4 separate regions of the Mus musculus genome follow, and regions 1, 2 and 3 are each linked to region 4. A link is a contact called in public HiCAR-type and promoter capture Hi-C data. All regions are on one chromosome and are shown on one strand. The core of a region is the stretch at or near the end of the contact, and the rest is flanking DNA. Distances in the headings are between cores, read along the strand shown. Region 1 overlaps Qprt (quinolinate phosphoribosyltransferase). Region 2 overlaps D430042O09Rik (RIKEN cDNA D430042O09 gene). Region 3 holds the start of Gtf3c1 (general transcription factor III C 1). Region 4 holds the start of Spns1 (spinster homolog 1).

Evidence for each region. Promoter capture Hi-C pulls out the DNA fragments that hold promoters and counts their contacts. HiCAR-type assays count read pairs that join an accessible place to other places.
Region 1: a promoter capture Hi-C map of the SN4741 cell line shows a contact between it and region 4, with 5 times the contacts expected there. The contact joins the enhancer-like site here to the promoter of Spns1 in region 4. A contact is called at or near these places in 7 of 39 promoter capture datasets (HPC-7-derived erythroid cells, the SN4741 cell line, hippocampal neurons and 4 more).
Region 2: a contact with region 4 is called in a promoter capture Hi-C map of hippocampal neurons, with 4 times the contacts expected there. The contact joins the enhancer-like site here to the promoter of Spns1 in region 4. A contact is called at or near these places in 4 of 39 promoter capture datasets (the HPC-7 cell line, hippocampal neurons, liver and 1 more), 1 of 484 Hi-C or Micro-C datasets (large pre-B cells) and 1 of 9 other capture datasets (embryonic stem cells).
Region 3: a HiCAR-type map of astrocytes shows a contact between it and region 4, with 2.0 times the contacts expected there. The contact joins the promoter of Gtf3c1 here to the promoter of Spns1 in region 4. A contact is called at or near these places in 3 of 39 promoter capture datasets (the HPC-7 cell line, HPC-7-derived erythroid cells and pre-B cells) and 1 of 115 datasets of contacts at active chromatin or transcription factors (astrocytes).

Annotation. Positions count from the first base shown.
Region 1 is chr7:127,115,126-127,119,749 of GRCm38.p6, forward strand. The region is part of intron 1 of Qprt (quinolinate phosphoribosyltransferase); the gene reads right to left. Among named protein-coding and RNA genes, the nearest start is that of Qprt, 4.6 kb to the right of the region's middle. Within about 2 kb of position 3,091, at least 89 of the 459 cell types and tissues checked have an H3K27ac peak or open chromatin away from gene starts, as enhancers often do. A contact at or near this core is called in the SN4741 cell line and liver, where this site is marked.
Region 2 is chr7:125,771,081-125,775,549 of GRCm38.p6, forward strand. All of the region lies in intron 6 of D430042O09Rik (RIKEN cDNA D430042O09 gene), which reads left to right. Among named protein-coding and RNA genes, the nearest start is that of D430042O09Rik, 65 kb to the left of the region's middle. Within about 2 kb of position 2,316, at least 29 of the 459 cell types and tissues checked have an H3K27ac peak or open chromatin away from gene starts, as enhancers often do. A contact at or near this core is called in hippocampal neurons, where this site is marked.
Region 3 is chr7:125,705,793-125,710,791 of GRCm38.p6, forward strand. Gtf3c1 (general transcription factor III C 1) reads right to left here and starts at 1,896. Exons shown (of 37, transcript NM_207239.1): 1 at 1,665-1,896. The coding sequence starts at 1,885. It overlaps D430042O09Rik (RIKEN cDNA D430042O09 gene), which reads left to right and starts at 2,078. Exons shown (of 28, transcript NM_001081022.2): 1 at 2,078-2,156. The coding sequence starts at 2,150.
Region 4 is chr7:126,376,633-126,381,404 of GRCm38.p6, forward strand. Spns1 (spinster homolog 1) reads right to left here and starts at 1,302. Exons shown (of 12, transcript NM_023712.3): 1 at 205-1,302; 2 at 42-107. The coding sequence starts at 445.

The sequences.
Region 1 (4,624 bases), core at 1,841-4,340, 740 kb after region 4:
ACTCCGCAGTAGCCCGAGGACTCCGGAGGCTCAGGCATAGACAGAGAGCTTGAAGCCAGTACCTGGCAAGAAAGAAACGGTGCTGTGGGTGTGTGTGTGTAAGTGGTGGTGTGTGTGTGCGCGTGTGAAAGAATCCGCCTCCCAAGGCCTTTCACTTGCCAGGTAAGCACCCCACCAATAAGCTTCACCCTCAGCCTTACTTCAGGAATTTGGTGTGTGGAGGGGTGAGACAGGGTCTATCTATGTAGCCCTGGCTGTCCTGAAACTTGCTCCACAGACTAGGCCAGCCTTGAACTCATAGATCAGATCCGCCTGCCTCTGCCTTCAGGTGTACCACCGCCTGGCAACCACAGGGATTTTTGAAAGTGGCTTCCTCTCTCTCTCTCTCTCTCTCTCTCACACACACACACACACACACACACAACACACACACACACACACACACACACACACACACACACCTGATGGGTTATTAACTCATTCTTCAGGATCTGAGAACAATGAGTTTTCAGCTTCTCTCTGTCAACCCCTCCCAAAAGACTGTCCTCGTGCCGGGAAATTCAGACGGTTAGGGAGCTGCGCTGTGAATATTAGAACAAAAGATTTTTCTAGTTCTTCTATTGCTCAGGGTTGGAAGAATACAATGGCTGGGAACCAAAACAAATTTCTTGTTCCAATTTTTTTAGATTTACTTATTTTTTGTGTATGAGTGTTTCACGTCCGTATATGTATTCACTACATGTGTACCCTTGAAGACCAGAAGTTGTTGGAGCCCCTGGAACCGGAGTCACAGATGATGGCGAGCCACTGTGTGGGTGCTAGAGCCCGAACCTCAGTCCTTTGCAGCAGAGCTCTAACTCTTGAGCTGTCTCCCCAGTCTCTGTGAACTTTCTTGAACAGCAGAAGTAGTGGAGATCTGTGCAAATGTTGGTCCCTGGGCCCCAGCAGGGGAGTCGGGTACCATGTGGAAGGAGGAGCGTGAATCTAATTGCTAGCAGAGCTTCTCAGTCAGGGAAGATCGATGGCCACCACACACTTGGGCCTGCCATACCAGGGCGCTGGTTGTGTGCTGTCATAGATCCTACCTACAGTCCCTACAGTACACAGAAGTTGTTACCCACAGTCCCCCATGGTGCACAGCAGTCATTGCCCACAGTCTCCCATGGTGCACAACAGTCATTACCCACAGTCCCTCACGATACACACAGTATTTATAGATGGAAAACCTTGGCTGGAAATGGAAAGGGAAGCTTCCTCAAGCGCAGAGCTAGAGTGGTGAGGCTTGCAGCTTGACTGTTCTTCCTCTCCACAGTGAGGACTTTCAGGACAACCCAGCTGCTTCAGCCCCCAGACTTCCCCGACACAGACGTCTCCAAGACAAGCTACCCTGGTTGCCTGGTGTAGGGCACACTGTTCACACTGTTTCCACTTGAGGGAATAAACAAACACCTCTGGTGTTCTTTAAGGCCCACCGGCTAACATGTCCAACAAAAGGGATCTCTGAGAGCAGGTTCTGAATAAGCAGCCTTTACTAACCAGCAGCTGCCCCTGGAAGGCACTAACTGCAGCGGGAAGCTTCACTGAGCTGCAGGCGGAGGAGGAACCCGGCTGGTGCAGTGAGCTGCCTGGGGGGGACAGCTGTCAGCCGCCACTGACTAGAGCCCTTGCCACGTCATCTGTGGAGAAGTTTCTCCTAGGCACCTGGACTGTGGAGAGGATAATCTCACGTGGCGGTAAACCTGATCTCTCATGGGAGACCTTATTTTATTAAAAAAAAAAAGATTTATTTGTTTATTTTATGTATATGAGTACACTGTTGCTGTCTTCAGACGCCAGAAGAGGGCATTGGATCCATTACAGATCATTGTGAGCCACCAAGTGGTTGCAGGAAATTGAACTCAGGACCTCTGGAAGAGCAGCCAATGATCTTAATGGCTGAGCCCTCTCTTGGGCCCCACGGGATACCTTTTTATCTGGGGGAGAATAAAACTCTGATAAAATTGGCTTGGCAGCCATGATATATAGCTAATCTGCTGGAGTGCTTACCTGGCATGCAGGAAGCCCTGGGTGCCATCTCCCGCACACCTGTAATTCCAGCATTTGGAGATGGAGACAAGGATCAGAAGTTCAAGGTCACCCTTAGCAAAATAGATGGTTTGAAGCCAGCCTTGGTCAAATGAGACCTTTTCTTTAAATTTTTGTTTTAAATGAACAACAAAAAAAGGTGTTTGGGGGCTGGAGAGATGGCTCAGTGGTTAGGAGCACTGACTGCTCTTCCAAAGGTCTTGAGTTCAATTCCCAACAACCACATGGTGGCTCACAACCACCTGCAATGTGATCTGACGCCCTCTTCTGGTGTGTCTGAAGACAACTACAGTGTACCCATATACATAAAATAAATAAATAAATCCTAAAAAAAGAAAAAAAAAGTGTTTCAGGAGTGGTGGTATGAGCCTGTAACTTTAACTACAAAAGACACTGGGACAGGAGAATTTCAAATTCAAGGCCTGCCTGAGCCATCACTGGGATCTTCACCTGAGGTCTAGATTAGATACAGGGCAAGAAGCATGAATAAACTAAGCCGTCCTGACCAGGGATGCTTCTGCCCATCCTAGCGCTCCTCTGACAAGGCGGTGTGACCAGTAGCCTGTGTGTAGCCTCCTACTGGACACACCCTCCCCAGCTGGCTGCCCCTGGGCTTCAGCATGAGGTTCCCAGGAAATTCTAAAGTTTTGGAGACCATTAGTTCAGTAATGTCTCAGCCAAAGAGAAGGCACAAGCAAACATCTCCTTAGGGTAACTTCAGTCTGATACTGGGTAAGAAAAATAGGGTAAGTCCACACTACTGGGAAGTTCAGGCTCGGTCATAAAGCCGGGCTGGCTCCTGGCCTAATGAGAATGGTGGGAGGTATGAGTCAGAAACATCTGGACTGCTATCCTGACTCCGCCCATGTTCCCTTGGGCTCTCTGAAGGTGATTGTCACAGGAGTCACAGGACTGCCTGTTGTGAGGCAGAGGGACACTCACATCTGAGTCCAGCCTAGCCACCAGTGTCAGGGCTCAGGAGTCTGTCTCCCAGCTCAGCTCTTCCCTCGGCTTTCTTTGTTGATTCATTGGACAAACAGCAGGTGGAGATAGAGGCTAGTCAACACAGCTCCTCCCTGATGCGTCCTTTCCAAATACCCTCATTTCCTAGGGAACAGAAATGACTTCCAAATAGGACCCAGTAGAGACCCCCTATGACCGAGGGCTGGAGCGGCGCACACACTTGGAGGGGTGGCGGGGGGATGATTTGCTGAGAGTGTGAGGGCGAAGGAGAGGCTGCAAAGGGCTGGCTCTGAACACAAGTTAGACCTCCTCCAGAGAGACTGCTCAATGGTAGAGAGAGGCTGCAGGCACCCTGGAGATGTGGTGGATACTGGCAAATGTGGTTCAGGTTCTGAGAAAGGAAAGAGAGAAAGGAAAGAGAGAAAAAGATGCGTAGTGAAAAGAGCCAGGCAGAGCCAGGCAGAGCCAGGCTCTATAGAGTCACTATAGAATTTTGATTGGAAGTCAGAGGATAAAAACAATGAAGATTGCGGTTTTAATATTTAGGGGCCAGTGAGCCGGCTCAGTGTGCAAAGTCACTTGCCTTCAAGTCTGATGACTTAGTTTATTCCCAGAACCCACGTGGTGGAAGGAGAGAACTGACTCCAGGAAGTTGCCCTCTGACCTCCACTCTATGGCGCATGCTTGCCTGCACACATGTATACATTTAAACCGTGTCTAGGGTTCTTGGTTAGGAAGCTATTGAAAGAGCTTTGGCGAGAGGCGGTGAACCAGAGTGAACTGTGACAACAGGGTGTGCTTCTAAAGGTCACATCAAGGTCACAGCTCCAGGGCTCAGTCCTTGCCCAGTATGCCCACTGTGTCTACTGGCTCCCAGGGACTTCTGTGGCACTCTAGACTGGCTGACCCTTTGTTTCCCTGACTCCCCAGCCTGGGTGTCGAGCCCTTTCCTTGTCTACCGTGTCCTGGCTTATGTTATGCAGGTCACTGGTCCTCGCCAGCCTTCTGCCTGAGCCAGAGTCAAACATCAGATGTCACATGCTTGAGGCAGCAGTGTGGACCAGAACCTTAAGGGCAGAGGGAAGCAAAAGAGAAAGGACCAGATGCTGGGAGGTGAGTCCTGCGATGTGAGCATTGGCTCCGAGAGGCCAATAGGGTGAGTGGGAGGAACCTCCATCTCCAGCTCATGAAGAAACAGGAAGAGAGTCTGACTCGCCAAACATGGAGAGTCAGGGTTCCAGAAGTGGAGCTCGGAGTTCAAGGTCAGCCTGATCTACAGAGTGAGTTCTAGGATAGCCATGGCTACCCAGAGAAATCCTGACTCAAACAACAAAGAACAGGGACAAAGTTGAAGGCTCCCTCTCTACCCTGTTTCTGGCTACCAGCCCTTTGTGAAGGTGTTTAATCCCACAATCCTCTGGGAAAGACACTATTTTTAATTTACCAACAAGAAAGCTGAGCACAGCAAGGTGAAGTATGGGGTCTAGGTGGCATAGCTGTCAAGTGTCAGAAATGGGATTTTATGTAGGTGACTCTGGGGTCCCCTCTAAGCTCTGTGCTTGGGAGGCCACAGAGA
Region 2 (4,469 bases), core at 1,066-3,565, 600 kb before region 4:
GGGAGGACAAGCCTGGCAGAGAGGAGTAGCTTAGCTATGGAGGCTTTCTAGAAAAGAGTAGAATTTGTCTCTGGCCATGAATACTAGAAAAGAGCCTTGAGGGGCTGAGGGCAGGCAGGGAGTAACCCCACCCACACCTGCTTGTATATGTGTACCTTGGCCTGTGAGGTATTCTGAAGATCACGGTGACTCCAGGCAGCAGAACATCCAGACAGCTGAGTATCTGCAGCTCAGAGCCATGTTGGTGCTGCAGCTGACGGGGGTCAATGACCACCAGTGTGTTTCCAGTAATACTATGCCCCAGACTCCCCTTCCACAAGCATTTCCTGGCAGTGCATTCTTGAACCTTGTCTGTTCTTTGCACCACAGACATGGAAATCAACAAGCACACAAAGTGCCTGTTCTTAACTAGTTTATGTTCCAGGTGAGATAGAAAAAGGCAGGATGAGATAAGACCATTTCAGATATCAGGAAGCTCTCTGAAGGAGACAGAAGAGGGAGCTGGGTGTGGAAGCGCACGTTTATAATGGCACTGTTCAGAGACAGAGCAGGACGGTCCCTAGCAAGGTCAGCCAGGGGGACATAGGGAAACCCTTTTCAAAACAACCATAACAAAAATAAATAAAATCAGAGGGGGAAGTGGACGGCGGGATGTCAGGGGGAGAGTATCATGCACAGACTGTGCAAGAGCACAGGCAAGAAAGCCTTTACAGCTGGCAAGAGGCTGGGCTTCAGGAGCTCAGTGCCAGCACAGTGTGCATAGGAGATCATGGAATGGTTTGAGACACTGAATGAGAAGACAGTGGAGTGGACCAGGAGGTGCATCGTGGGCCTGGGCTAGAATGTGGGATAGGGTTTGACAAGTAGAGTTTAGTCTAAGGCAGTGGTTCTCAACCTGTGGGTCAAATGACCATCGGGAAAACACAGATATTTATATTACAATTCATAACAGTAGCAAAATTACAGTTATGAAGTAGCAGTGAGATAATTTTATGGTTGAGGGTCACCACAACATAAAGAACGGTATTAAGGGCCAAAGTATTAGGAAGGTTGAGAACCACTGTTCTGGGGGGACAGCTTTAATAATTAAAATGAATGAATACATCATTTCTTCTTGTTGTATAGAAGCAACATTCTGGAGAGACTGCAGGCGAAAGTCAAATTGCTAAGTAGAACATGCCCCATTGTTCAACTGTATCACTCAGCTATGGGCCTGCGGATTCATAGCCTCAGACAGGGCCTTCTCCTTCCCTGACTTATGGTTGCTGAAATGTGAATGACAGAAAGAGAAAGGAGCAGGGAATTCTGTCCAAGAAACCTGCTCTGTGTTCACAGTTTTTATTTGCTCAAGCAGAGAAGGAGCTGGGATCCTCCTACCCCACATGCTAGGTGAAAGGGGTCTATGTACACTTGCACAAATTGCACACATGTAGTTTGTTCTCTCTCTTTCTCTCTTTGTGTGTGTGTGTGTGTGTGTGTGTGTGTGTGTGTGTGTGTACACGCTGTAGCTCATACAGGACCTGAGAAGTCAACCTTAGAACTCGGTTCTCCTTCCACCTTTATGTGGGTTCTGGGTGATGAACTCAGGTCACAGGCTTCCACGGCTAGCACCTTTACCCACTGACTTCTCCCGGTTCCTTTCTTCTCGCAGCTCTCCTCCTCGTCTTTTTGAGAGGCTTTACTATGTAGTCCCAGATAGCCTCACAGGCAGGGTTTTCCTGCTAGCACCTCCACACCTGGCTCACGATTTGCTTTTGAACTTACCAACAGCCCCATGCTTGGGATCAGTCTGGATAAAACACACCTTCATTTTCTTTCAGCTGGGATCTTAGCCATGTCCAGTCGCTTATAGTCCTACACCCACACCAGGTCCCAGAGTGCTGTGCGCCGTTTGAGCTGGAGAGCATTGTTTGTCCATGGTGAAGCGCCTGGCACCTTCTGTTAAGTTGATACCTTTTCCTCTTTGGCAGGCTCCCAGCAGCCTGCACAGTGGACTGCAGAGGCCCCCTCCCACCAGGCTTCTCCTGCCCTCAGCGTTAGTAGCCTTAGTAGCAGTCTTTGGTGCACATGCTCAGTTGCAGCCCCTGCCGCTCTGCCAGCACTTCACGTTCCCCACTGTGAGCACCTGATTATATTTCTTTCCTGCCTTTCTCCACATCTTGAGAGGGCTCTCCTTAAGGCTTCACAGTCAATTTCCCCTTGGAGTTATTTCCCTGCAAAGGGGGAGAGAGACAGACAGTGGTGCTACTTGCCTGCCACAGCAGAAAGAAGCCCTGAGAGCTGCCATCTGCACAGGCACAGAAGCCACGCTAGGCATGGCTAAATATACCAGCCCGGCATGAAGCAAGTGAGGCCTGAGCTGGAGCAGAAGGGATCCGCATCCACATAGAGGCTTTGCACCTCCCCTCTGCCGCCGCCGCCGGAACATGCCAGCCTTTTGCTTTCCATCACATCCTGTGAAATTCAGTTCCTTGGTGGCTTTGAGTTGCAGACTGGCATCCTGGAGGCGTGCTCTCTCAGCCCCTGTATGCTGCCTTGTATGGTGCTGTGGGAAGATTCAATGAGCAGCCAACACTGATACAATCAGGAGATTCCATGTGATGATATGAATTGGGGGGGTTCCTTCCTTTAAAAATAGTCAGGTGATTGGGGTCCTCCTCCTTCTCCTCCTTCTTCTTTCTACTCTTCTTTTCCAGCACAAGGACCTACATTGTAGCCCAGGCTAGCCATGAATCATAATGCTCCTGTTTCCCAACTGCTTGATGTGTACTATGTTATACTTTTTTGTTTGTTTTCTTTTTCTTTTTGAGAGATAGTATCACTATGTGGCCTTGGCTGGCTTAGAATTCACTATGTAGGCAAACCTGGCCTTGAACTCACAGAGATCCACCTGCCTTTGCCTCTCAAGTGTTGGGATCAAAGGCATGAATCACCACATTTGTCCATGGTATACTTTCTTATGAGGAATGACTGGGCTGGCTGCTGGAACCAGAGGTGTGTCCCCAAGGTGCATGGTCCATGCCACATACTCCCAGATGCTGAAGATAAAGTAGTTGATAAATAAGCACACAGGTGGGACTTGATGGTGCACACTTTTAATCTCAGCACTCCAGAGGCAGGTACAAGCAGATCTCAGAGTTGGAGGCCAGGCTGGCCTCCATAGTGAGTTTCAGGACATTCAGGGCTGCTAGAGAGCCAAATAAAAGAGCATGTAGTGTGTCAGGAGGTGACAGGGCTCTGGAAACAGCAGATTGGACTGTGGGAACAGGGAAAGACAGGCAGAGGTTCCTGTTTAGTACTGAGACACAGCCTCTTGTGAGGTGAGCAGGCTTGGAGGAGCAGCTGTGAGCAGGACAGTAGGCTGGGGGACTGTGGGGACTGGGGGGTTGAGGCTGGGGACTGTGGCAGAGACAGGGTTTTCTTATGCTGGATAAGAGGCCTCCATAGGGTTCTGACCAGTTTTCCAACTCTAACACAGGGGAGCTCTTTCTAGAGAGTTTGGACCCAGTACCTGGGCCCATGCTATAAGTGTTGTTGTGGGAGACTCAGTCTCCATCTGAGGAAGTGGTTTCTTTAGGAATCAAGAATGAATCCAAAATGTCTAAAATTAAAGTCTTAAAATTAAATTTTTCTTTATTATTATTTGTGTGTGTGAGGGGCAGTACAAGTGTGTCACTCTTCACATGTGTGGAGGTCAAAGGTTAGCTTTCAGGAGTCAGTTCTCTCCTTCAACTGTGAGATCCAAAGACTGAACACAGGTATGGCAGGCTTGCACCAGGTCAGTGGCCATCTCTCCACCCCAGTAGTCTTTTCAGAGCCCCGTGCCCTGTGCATCATTGTCCAGACTGCTTATAGGTGGCCTGTCTATTGCATCTGGGGGTGGGGAGCAGAGAGCCTGTGTCCATCTCAGGGAGAGGTACTTCCAAGTTTGTGATCACCAGGCCCTGTTAAGCCACATGAAGCCATAACCACTGGGAAACTCTCCAGAAGCCCTTCATAGCTTTCTCCCCATTGTGTATATTTGTTTCATTTCTGTTGCTATGATAAAGTACCCTGACAAAAGCAATTTAAGGGAAAAAGGGTTATTTTTAGGTTAGAATTTTGGATTAGAGTTTGTCATAGCAAGGACATTAAGGTGGCAAGAACTTGAAGCAGCCAGTGTCATTAAACTCATCATCAAGAGCAGGGAGCAATGGATGAATTCCTGCATGTTAGCGCTCAGCTCTTTTTCTCCACCTTACACAGTGCAGGATCCCCTGCCTAGGGAATGGTGCCACCCACCATGAGTGCTGCTTCCTGTTTCAGTTAGCACAATCAAGACATGTCTACAGGCCAACTTGATCTAGACAGTTCCTCATTGAGACACTTCCCAGATGACTCTAGGTTGTGTCCAGTTGACAAAAGCCACCATCACAGTGTGGGTCCAACAATAAGGTAAAGATTTTATCCCCACAGATACAGCCTAGTGT
Region 3 (4,999 bases), core at 646-3,145, 670 kb before region 4:
TTTTTGGGGGGGTGGGGGTGGCAGGGGGGAATTCGAGGCAGGGTTTCTCTGTATAGCCCTGGCTGTCCTGGAACTCACTCTGTAGACCAGGCTGGCCTCGAACTCAAAACTGCACCTGCCTCTGCCTCCCAAGTGGGATTAAAGGCGTGCATCACCACTGCCTTTTAATAATCACCATATAACTGGAGCTGGCCTTGATTTCAGACCCTCCTGCTGGAGTCTGCCTGCAGGGAGTACAGGTGTGTGCTACTAGGCCAGGCTACCTGGGATGTCTTGATCCTATGCTTTCTTTATTCCCATCCCCACCAGGATAAACCAGTCCCTGACTGGTTGTGACTCTCAGCTTCACTGTCACCAGCCTCACTCCCCCTCCGGAGACTTCCCTCTGTCTTTATAGTAAAGGACAGCTTCATCAAGTGGACTAGATGATCACAGGTTCTTTCTCAGACAGTTTAGTCAAGGGCAGAGTAGATCCTGGACCTAAATTTCCTGGAATCCTAGTGGATGCCCACTTCACCCCCTGAGCCTCCTCTTCAGGGTGTTGTAAAACTTTCCACGCTCCCTGCTTCCAAGCGTACTCTTCAGGCGCACGCAGTTCACTTCTCTCCCGTTAAGCTATTCTACTTGGTGTTGCTTGTTCAGAGCACTCTGCCAAGTGGCCGCCTAAATCTAAACTTATCTGGTTCATTATTACCTCTAGAACCTCCTCTGACCTTCATAATATAGCTTAAGAGTTCCAACTTGCAGGGCATGGTAGGGCATGCCTGTAACCCAAGTGCTAGAGTGCAGAGGCAAGCGGGTATGATATGAAATCACACTGAACTGTATTGTCAGCTCTTTCTTCTTTTTTTTTTCTTTTTTTCTCTTTTCTTTTTTTTTTTTGGTTTTTCGAGACAGGGTTTCTCTGTGTAGCCTTGGCCTCGAACTCAGAAATCCGCCTGCCTCTGCCTCGCAAGTGCTGGGATTAAAGGCGTGTAACACCAAGACCAGCTCGTCAGCCCTTTCTTAACAAAAACTTGTACAGGGGAGTAAGGGGTGGGCTGAGGCTAAGGGCAGAGCATGCAAGGAGCTGGATTCTGCTCCTGGAGAAGGACAGATAGGAGAAGGGAAAAGTGCATTTAGCAATCCCTGAATCCTGTACTTAACCTAAGGTTAATCCCTTAACCTCTCGGCGTCAGTTTCCTCCTCTGTAAAATGAAAAGACAATAGTGTCTCGCTCAGTGTCGCGGAACTGAGTTCTGTCGCTTCCAGAACTGGGTCTTGGAACCCACCTATGGGAAGCGCCCAGTCCACCTCGGCTACTCTTTCACTGCTATTCGGGGCTATGCAGACCTCCAGTGAGCTGCCTTAGCTTTCGGAACGAACGCTCCCTAAAGGTCCCTGAAGGACCTCACCTAGTCCCACTTTTTAACCACTTTCCTACTCCCGTCCTATCACCCAACTTAAAGGAACTCTTTAGACTCGCTCCTTTAACACACTGGGAAACAGTTCCGTCACAGCGGATACCCCATCCCCCAGCTCATCTACTCCGGCCTGCTAGGGCGCAGAGCTCAGGTTTGCTCGCCTCCCGCGCCCATCCCCCACGTCCCACGGTCCCCGTTCTGCATCGCACCATCCTGCCCCGCTCCAGGCTCTCAGCCCTCGCCCCACCCCTGGTGGCTGACCGGTCTTGGAGCTGCAGGTCAGGTCTCTCTCGCGGCTCCTCGTAGAAACTGATGCCCGGGTGCGTGGCTAAAGCCCGCCACAAAAACTCCTGCGTGTAGGGTTCCAGAGGCAATGGGAAGGCAGGCGAGCGGGATTCCAGGCGGCTCCACAGCGCGGGCAGGCACAGGCCGTCGAGCCCCTCCAGGGCCACCTCGTCCAACAACGACTCGAGCGCGTCCATGGCCGCTTCAGTTAGCAGCGCCCGGGGCGCCTGCGCACCTCGCCGCCGAGGCCAGGGCCCAATGCGCCTGCGTACAGCGATCCGAGGCCTAGGGAGGACTGATGGGGAGTCCCAGCGCTCCGCCGTGACGTCACGCTACCCGAGGGCGGGCTCAATGATCAGAGTTCCTCCTCCATTGGTCCGGAACCCCGTAGTAACCAGGGGAACTGCAAACACTGTCAGGGCCGCTTCCGGTTCGGGAGGCCGGAACCGCCGCCTCTAGGGATGGACGGTTAGTGTCCGTGGGCCCCGCCGGGAGGTTGGGCGGCCGTCCCTCATCCCTCGGAGGTGTCTCAGGGAGGAACGCCTAGCCACAGGGACCCCGGCCCAGGATGGTGTCCAGCCTGAGGGGAAGGTTCTGGCGGTGCGGGATGGGGACCACGGCTGGGAGTGGTTTTGTAGGAGTCCCTCTCTCAGACTTAGGGAGGGGGGACGGGGAAGAGATTGGCGCGGGGGAGGCGTGAGGAGGATTGCGGGGGTCCTGGGATGGGCGATGGGAATGTCGAAGTTGGTTGGCGGTAAGCGTGTCCCTTGGGAGTACGTTTGTCAGCTCCTGGCATCAGGAGTGGAGGGAAAGGGCTGGGAAGAGTTTTATGTGCTTCGGTATTGTTGATAACTCACGTGAACTGAGTACTGTTCGGTGCCAGGGTTTCTGTAGCTACTGACAAGTGCAAACGTTTCACAGCAGTCCTTTGGGATAGTCACTTATTTTACAGGCGAGGGAGCTGAGGCTCAGACAAGGCAGGCCACTTTGCCTGGCCAAAGTCAAATAGCTAATCAAGAGACAGCATGAGTAAGACTCCTGGACGATGGGAGTTTAAAATCTGAAAAAAAAAAATATTTTAGAAGCCTTCCATTCCAGAGCTTGCCAGTGCACATGTCTACGGGAGCAAGTTTGGTGGGCTGTGACTGATAAACCAGTTGCCAATCTGTACAGAAGCAGATTGTTTTTAGGAGCAAGTCTCAAACTATGATAGCCAGTTAGTTAGTCAGTCGTAAGGCTAAAGGCAGCCTGGTTAGAATCACTGTGGACACTCAGGCGCTCCCTGGGAATAGCTGTTCTGATATCCAGCTTTTCAGATGGGAACACTGATGTCTGAGGAGACTGGAAGGGTCTGTGCTGCTTCACAGTTCATTACTGCCCCTTCCTTCTGCATTGCTGTGAAAGCCAGTGGATGTAGCATGGAAAGACATGTTACCATCGAATGTGTTACATCTGCTTAAAGGGTGCCTTTGTCCTTTGTCCTCGAGGCACTATAAAAAAATGCGTTTTATCAGTTTGCCCTGTCCTGCTGTCGAACAGTGGTTCTTAAAATCTAGGAGTCCTTGGACTCCTTTAAGCCTTTCCTTTACAAGACCTTTAAGCAATATAAGTGTGTATTATATCTGTGATGCTGCCACATAAATGCAAAATTTCAAGACATTTATTCACTTAGAACGAACCTCAGGCCAAGAGCGGTGGTGCATGCCTCTTCCCCAGCCCTCAGGACATCTCTGTGAGGATGACCTCTTCTACAAAGTGAGTGCCAGGTCAGCCAAAGCTAAGCTACTTGGGGAGGCCCTGTCTCTAAACAAACAAGAAACAGGAAACTCTTACTCCTGAACTTAGATCTTTTAAGTGAAGATAGCTGTGTGTACCCCTCCTCCAAATAGGAAAAAAAAAAAAAAAAAGTAATAGCTTTCTATTTCCTCTCTCCCTTTCTTTCCCTTCTTGATTTTGTGATTTTGTTTTGTTTTGGGACAGGGTCTAATGTAACTCAGTCTAGTTTCAAACTTGCTGTGTAGACAAGGATGAATCGGAGTTCCCGATCCTCGTGCCTTAGCCTCCTGGGTGCTGGGATTACATGCAAATGCTGTCATGCCATTTAACTGGCTTTCTCCTTTTCTTTCCTTTTACCTTTTTTTTTTTCCCCTTCCCTTTGGTTTTTCAAGACAGGGTTTCTCTGTGTAGCCCTGGCTGTCCAGGACTCTGTCCTCACTCTGTAGACCAGGCTGGCCTCAAACTCAGAAATCCTCCTGCTTCTGCCTCCCAAATGCTGGGATTAAAGGTGTGTACCACCACTGCCCGGCTTTCCTTCTGTTTTAGGGCTAGGGATTAAACCCCTGATCTCACTTGTTCTAGGCAATTGCCCCAGGCTGAGCTGTATACCAAGTGGCTGTCCCACCCCTTTTAAGACAAAGTGTCAGTAAATTGCTTGGACTAGCTTTGAACTTTTGAACCTCTTGCTTCAGGCTCCTGATTACAATTATTGGCATGATAACTATACATGGCTTATTTTACATTTTCTCCAATCTCCATGTCTAGCTTAATAGGAAATATGTAAGCCAGATGCATGTGGGGACTGCATGCCTGTTATCCCAGCATGTGGAGGCTGAGGCTTCCAGGCCAGTTTGACCTACATAGTGAGATCTTGTCTCAGAGAGCCAACAGGAGGAAGCTGACCTCCTGTACTCTAGGATCCTAACTTCTACAAGAGCTATGCTATTTTGGCTAATGAATTTGAACAGATGGTCCCATACATAAGTGGATGGGGAAATGAATGGCACTACCTCTTCAGATAGCTGTAGACACTTTGGCAGTACATCAAAACTTAGCAAGTGACAGTTTCTAGAAGGTTAATCATAATGAGGTTAGTGAACTTGGGACTCGTATAATCAATTCCATTTGTCTGTCATGCCCTTTGATCTATGGGCTATTTTCCCCATATTCAATTTTATAGCTTCGGCTATTGGTCATTTGGAAAAAGCTGGCTCAGTAACATTCAAATCCTCTAGATGGTGACATTAGAAATTATCTGGTATCAAAGAAAGAAAGGGAGAACAAGAAAAAATTACTTAGGAGTTTCACACCTGTAATCCTGGCACTTGGGAGCCAGAGACAGGAAAAGCCCAAGTTTGAGGCCATCCTGGGTTACAGAGAAAGTAAAAAATTTTTTTATCTCAAAAGACCCAGAATAATGAGTCATATTATTACTGTCACCATCGTCTCTGTTTTGTAAGAAAGAGATTAAACCCCTGGAAAGCACAAAGCACTGACAGCACCTTGCTATGTCCCTTCCCTTCCCTTGAAAACTG
Region 4 (4,772 bases), core at 52-2,551:
AATTAAGAACGAGGGGTTGTGTGGGCAGTAGCCTCACTCACCAGTCTGGATGAGGCCAGTACTACCATCTCCGATGTTAAAGAACTGCTCGATGTCTGTAAGAACCCCTGGAAAGAAAAAACAAAGAATGAGCGCCAAGAGGCGACCCTATCCTGGGGAACTTCTCCCTTGCCTATATCCCTTCTTCGGAGCATCAGTGCGTACCTGCCACGGTGAAGCGGTCCATGTAGTTCAGGAGGTTAATGTAGCACAGAACCACCACTATGAGGGTCGAATGGCCCCGAGATAAGCCAGTGATGCGCTGTAGCCCCTCACAGTCTGGGACCTCGAGTTCCCCGGACTTTGGATTCCCCATGGGTCCTGGCAACCCCGGATGGCCGGGCGCTGGCCCGTCATCAGGATCATCTGCTTGGCTGAGGAAGGGCGCCGTGTCGGACCCGGCCATGGTCCCTGGGGAATCGCAACCGCCCACGCTTCGGTCCTACCTCCGACGGAAGGAGGTTGGAGAGAGGACTGCGAGAAGACTTGCCCACTATCGCCTAGGAGCGTGGTCCGATGCACAGTGCACCACTGCGAAAAGCCCTGGGCTTCGTCATTCCCTCTGGTTCCGACAGAGGAGAGCACACAGGAGGTGCAGGTGACGCTGGGACAGGAGCAGGAAGACCAGGACCCAGTCCCTCTTCTCACGCTGACGCACTCCAAAGCCCGGGAAGGAGCGCGCCACACTCGCTGTTGCTCAGTCCAAGCTCAGCAACACAACTGCCGCCATGTTGCCCAAGAGCAGGTCATGTGACACCGGAGCCCTACCGGAGAAAGTCACCCGGTGCAAGGATTGAACACGTGACCTGCCACCGCCTACGGAAGCCTCCAGGGTTTCTAGGGCTCCTCCGCTATGGTAACCCGACGCTCGTTCCTACTTCCACCAGTAGCCTCCAGGGGGCCTCGCAAGCTGGTGTAATCAATCGCCTAGATGGAATACCCATTTATCCGATTTCACGAGATAGTGGATTATTTGGAAATATTACATCTCTACAGATGCTAGTGAGTTGTTTCCTCTTTTCTTCTTCAGTGACTGGCTGATGGCTTCATTGCTCAGTAATTGTTGGATGAATAGCGGCGAGCAGCTGCCTCCTTTTGTTTACCAATCATGAGCTTTCACTGTGGACATTTAGATTCCTATAGAGTCGGGCGTAGTAGCGCATACCTTTAGTCCCAGGAGAAGGCAGAAGGACGGAGATCTTTGCAATTTCAAGGACAGCCTGGTTTACATAGCGAGTTCCAGGTCAGCCAGGGCTACATACTGAGTGAGACCCTGCCTCCAAGAAAAGATGCTAGAGTTTAGGAGGAAGAGGATGTTTTGTCTATGGCCTCGAGTTTTTCTCCAACCAAGACTAGTGTCCTCGCGCCCTCTGGTGTCTCTCCTGGAGGACAGGCGGAGGCTCAGAACCAATGAACTGCAATGTACCCTGCACCAAAAAATGGCATATGGCTCTAATCCCAGCACTAAAGAGACAGAGGCAGCCGATCTCTGTGGTCGAGGCTAGCCTGGTTTACTGAGCAAGTTCCCGGGTGACCAGGGCTACACGGAGGAACCTTATCATAAACCAACAACAACAAACTCAATCTGGCTGGTGGCACATGCCTTTAATACCTTTAGTCTTGAAAACAAAACATACAAAAAAAAAATCCCACTAGGTGTGGCAGTGAATTAAACAAACCTTTTATCTCAGCACCCACGGAGCAGAGGCTTTTTTTTTTTTGGCTTGTTTTTTCATTTTTCTTTCTTTTATTTCCAAGGTTTCTCTGTATGTCTGACTGTCCTGGAATTCCCTTTTTTGACCAGTGTGGCCACCAATTCACAGGCATCCACCTGCCTTTGCCTTCAGAAGGCTGGGATTAAAGGTGTTCCATGGCGAACCGTCTCAGGTTGCTAGTTTTCCTTAATATACATACATTCTGAATGCAAAATACTATGATTCTATGAAAATACTGTTTTGTGATCCCACTTCCAGAACTGGGATGTAGTTCAGTTGATAGTAAATACTGCCAAGCATTCCTGAAACCCTGGGCTCAAGTCCCCAGTACCTCATTCACCCAGCCCGTTGCAAAAGGTAGAAGGAGGAGAATTGGAAGTTCAAAGTGGTCCTTGATACATAGCAATAGTTAACTTTAATGTGGCTTTGGGTACATAAGACCCAGTCTCGACAAAACAAAAAACAAAACAAAACAAAACAAAAAATTAAAGATTCCTCTTGGGGCTGGAGATGGCTCAGTGGTTAAGAACACTGACTGTTCTTTCAGAGGTCCTGAGTTCAAATCCCACATAGTGGCTCACAACCATTGGATCCAATGCCCTACTCTAGTGTATCTGAAGAGAGCGACAGTGTATCCATATACAGAAAATAAATCTTTTTTTTTTAATATCCCTCTCAGCACAGCAGAGGAAGAGGCAGATAAAAGTTTGAGGATTTGAAGACTGGACTGTATTGAGTCTTAAGTCAGCCTGGACTAGATAATGATGAGATACAGAGACAGAGAAAGAAAGAGAGAGAGAAAGAGAAAGTTAGAGAGAGAGAGAGATTGAGAGTTCGAAAATAGGTAAGGGCCAGCAAGGTGGCTCAGAGGATAAAATACTTGGTACCAATACTGACAATCTGAGTTCTGTCCCTATCCAAATGGCAGAAGAGGATTGCCTGCCACAAGCTGTCCTCTACCTCACACATGTGCCATGACATGCACACAAAATAAAAACGTAATAAAAGATTAAAAACGTAAAACACTGTGAGATGAAAGAAACGTGACATAATAGGTTGCCTACTGCATTACTCAATTCAAATGAAAACCTAGTGTCTGGACACACGCACCAGGCATCCCACATGCTCAGGAGGCAAGTGGGTCACTTGAACCCAGAAAACTGACTCTATCTGGGCTATCTAATGAGTCTCTATCTCAAAAAAAATTTTTTTTTTAAATCATGTTGGCATTTGAGAAAAGCTGAGTCCGTGGCAGATGGATTGAAGGTTAGGAGGGGAGCAGTGAGCATGAAGGGATTTACAGAGATCTGCCTGCCTCCCTCTGCCTCCAGAATGCTGGGATTAAAGGTGTCAGCCACCCCTCTCAGGTTGCTTGTTTACCTTAATGTACATACAATCTGAATACAAATTACAATAATTCTATAATTTAGAAAGTACTGCTTTTACTAGACTACAGGTGGGGCACGGGATGGAGAGGAACAGAAAGGCTCCGGTCTGAGAACAAACTGAAGTTGGAAGCTACTGGGCTATACAGATCAAAACCCCATCAAAAGGTGTGGAGTTCAGGCGTGGTGTAGATAAGGAAGACGAAGCAAATTTCAAGGTGAAGCTTGCAGGGCTACGGATGCATGGCGCTTTCGGTCCCCATCCCTAGCATCACAAAGCAAAGTATGAAGCCTGGCTGGAACATAGCTCAGTGGCAGAGCACCTGTGCAACCTGAATGAGGGCCCGGTTTTCACCCTCAGCACAAAAAGGGGACAACGGTGACACATTGTTTCTGGCTCATTCACTAAGATGGGTGACAGTGGGGTTCTCTGAGACATGAAATTTATTCCTTCAGTAGACTTTGGGAGGCAATGACCGTATATGATCATGAACCAGGAACTAGACATCATTGATAAGAACAAGACAGTGTTTGCTGGGCACTTACAAACGGATGGGAAAGCAAGAAACAGGCAATCAGGCAGAGGTGGAGGCAGCTAGAGCCTTGCTTCAGGCTAAGGTGGGACAGTAAAAACGATGTGACCAGCTCTGCAGAAGCTTTCGGGAAGAACCGACCTCTGTGTTAGAAAGTGTTGCTGCTGTGGAGCTGAAAATTGCAAAGGGACATAAGGAAAGGTAAAACAGTCCCTGTGGAGGCGCACGTCTGCAATCCCAGCGCCTGGGAGGCTGAGGCTAGCCTGGTTACACGCATGAACCACCGCCAAGTATGCTCAACAGAAATTAGCATCCCAGGCTCCTCCTCAGAGCTTCTGCACCTGGTCCTCACTTCTGCAATCACATGATCCAGTACACACACACACACACACAAACACACACACACACACACACACACACACACGCACACACACATTTTATGAGTATGTGTGTTTTGTCTGCATGTATGTATATGCCCGGTGCCCCCCAGAAGTCTGAAGGTGATGTGGAATCCCTTGGAACTGAAGTTAACAAGTGGTGCCACCATGAGGGTGCTGGGAACTGAACCTGGGTCCTCTGCAAGTGCTCTGAACCTCTAATCTCTCCAGCTCCCTACCCACTTTCTTTTTTTTTTGTTTTTGGGTTTTTGTTTGTTTGTTTGTTTTTTGTTTTTTGAGACAGGGTTTCTCTGTATAGCCATGGCTGTCCTGGAACTCACTTTGTAGACCAGGTTGACCTCAAACTCAGAAATCTGCCTGCCTCTGCCTCCCGAGTGCTGGGATTAAAGGTGTGTACCAGCACAGCAGGCCCTTCCAGGCTTTTTGTTTGTTTGTTTATTTTTTTGTTTTTTTGAGACAAGGTTTCTCTGTATAACTCTGGCTGTCCTGGAACTCACTTTGTAGACCAGGCTGGCCTCAAACTCAGAAATCTGCCTGCCTCTGCCTCCCGAGTGCTGGGATTAAAGGTGTGCACCACCACTGCCGGGCCTGGCCCTTCCATTTTTAAAAAATGATAATTTGTGTTTATATCTGTGTGAGTACATGCCACGTGTGTACAAATGTCTGGAGAACCTGGAAGAGGGCACTGGATCCCCTGGGCAG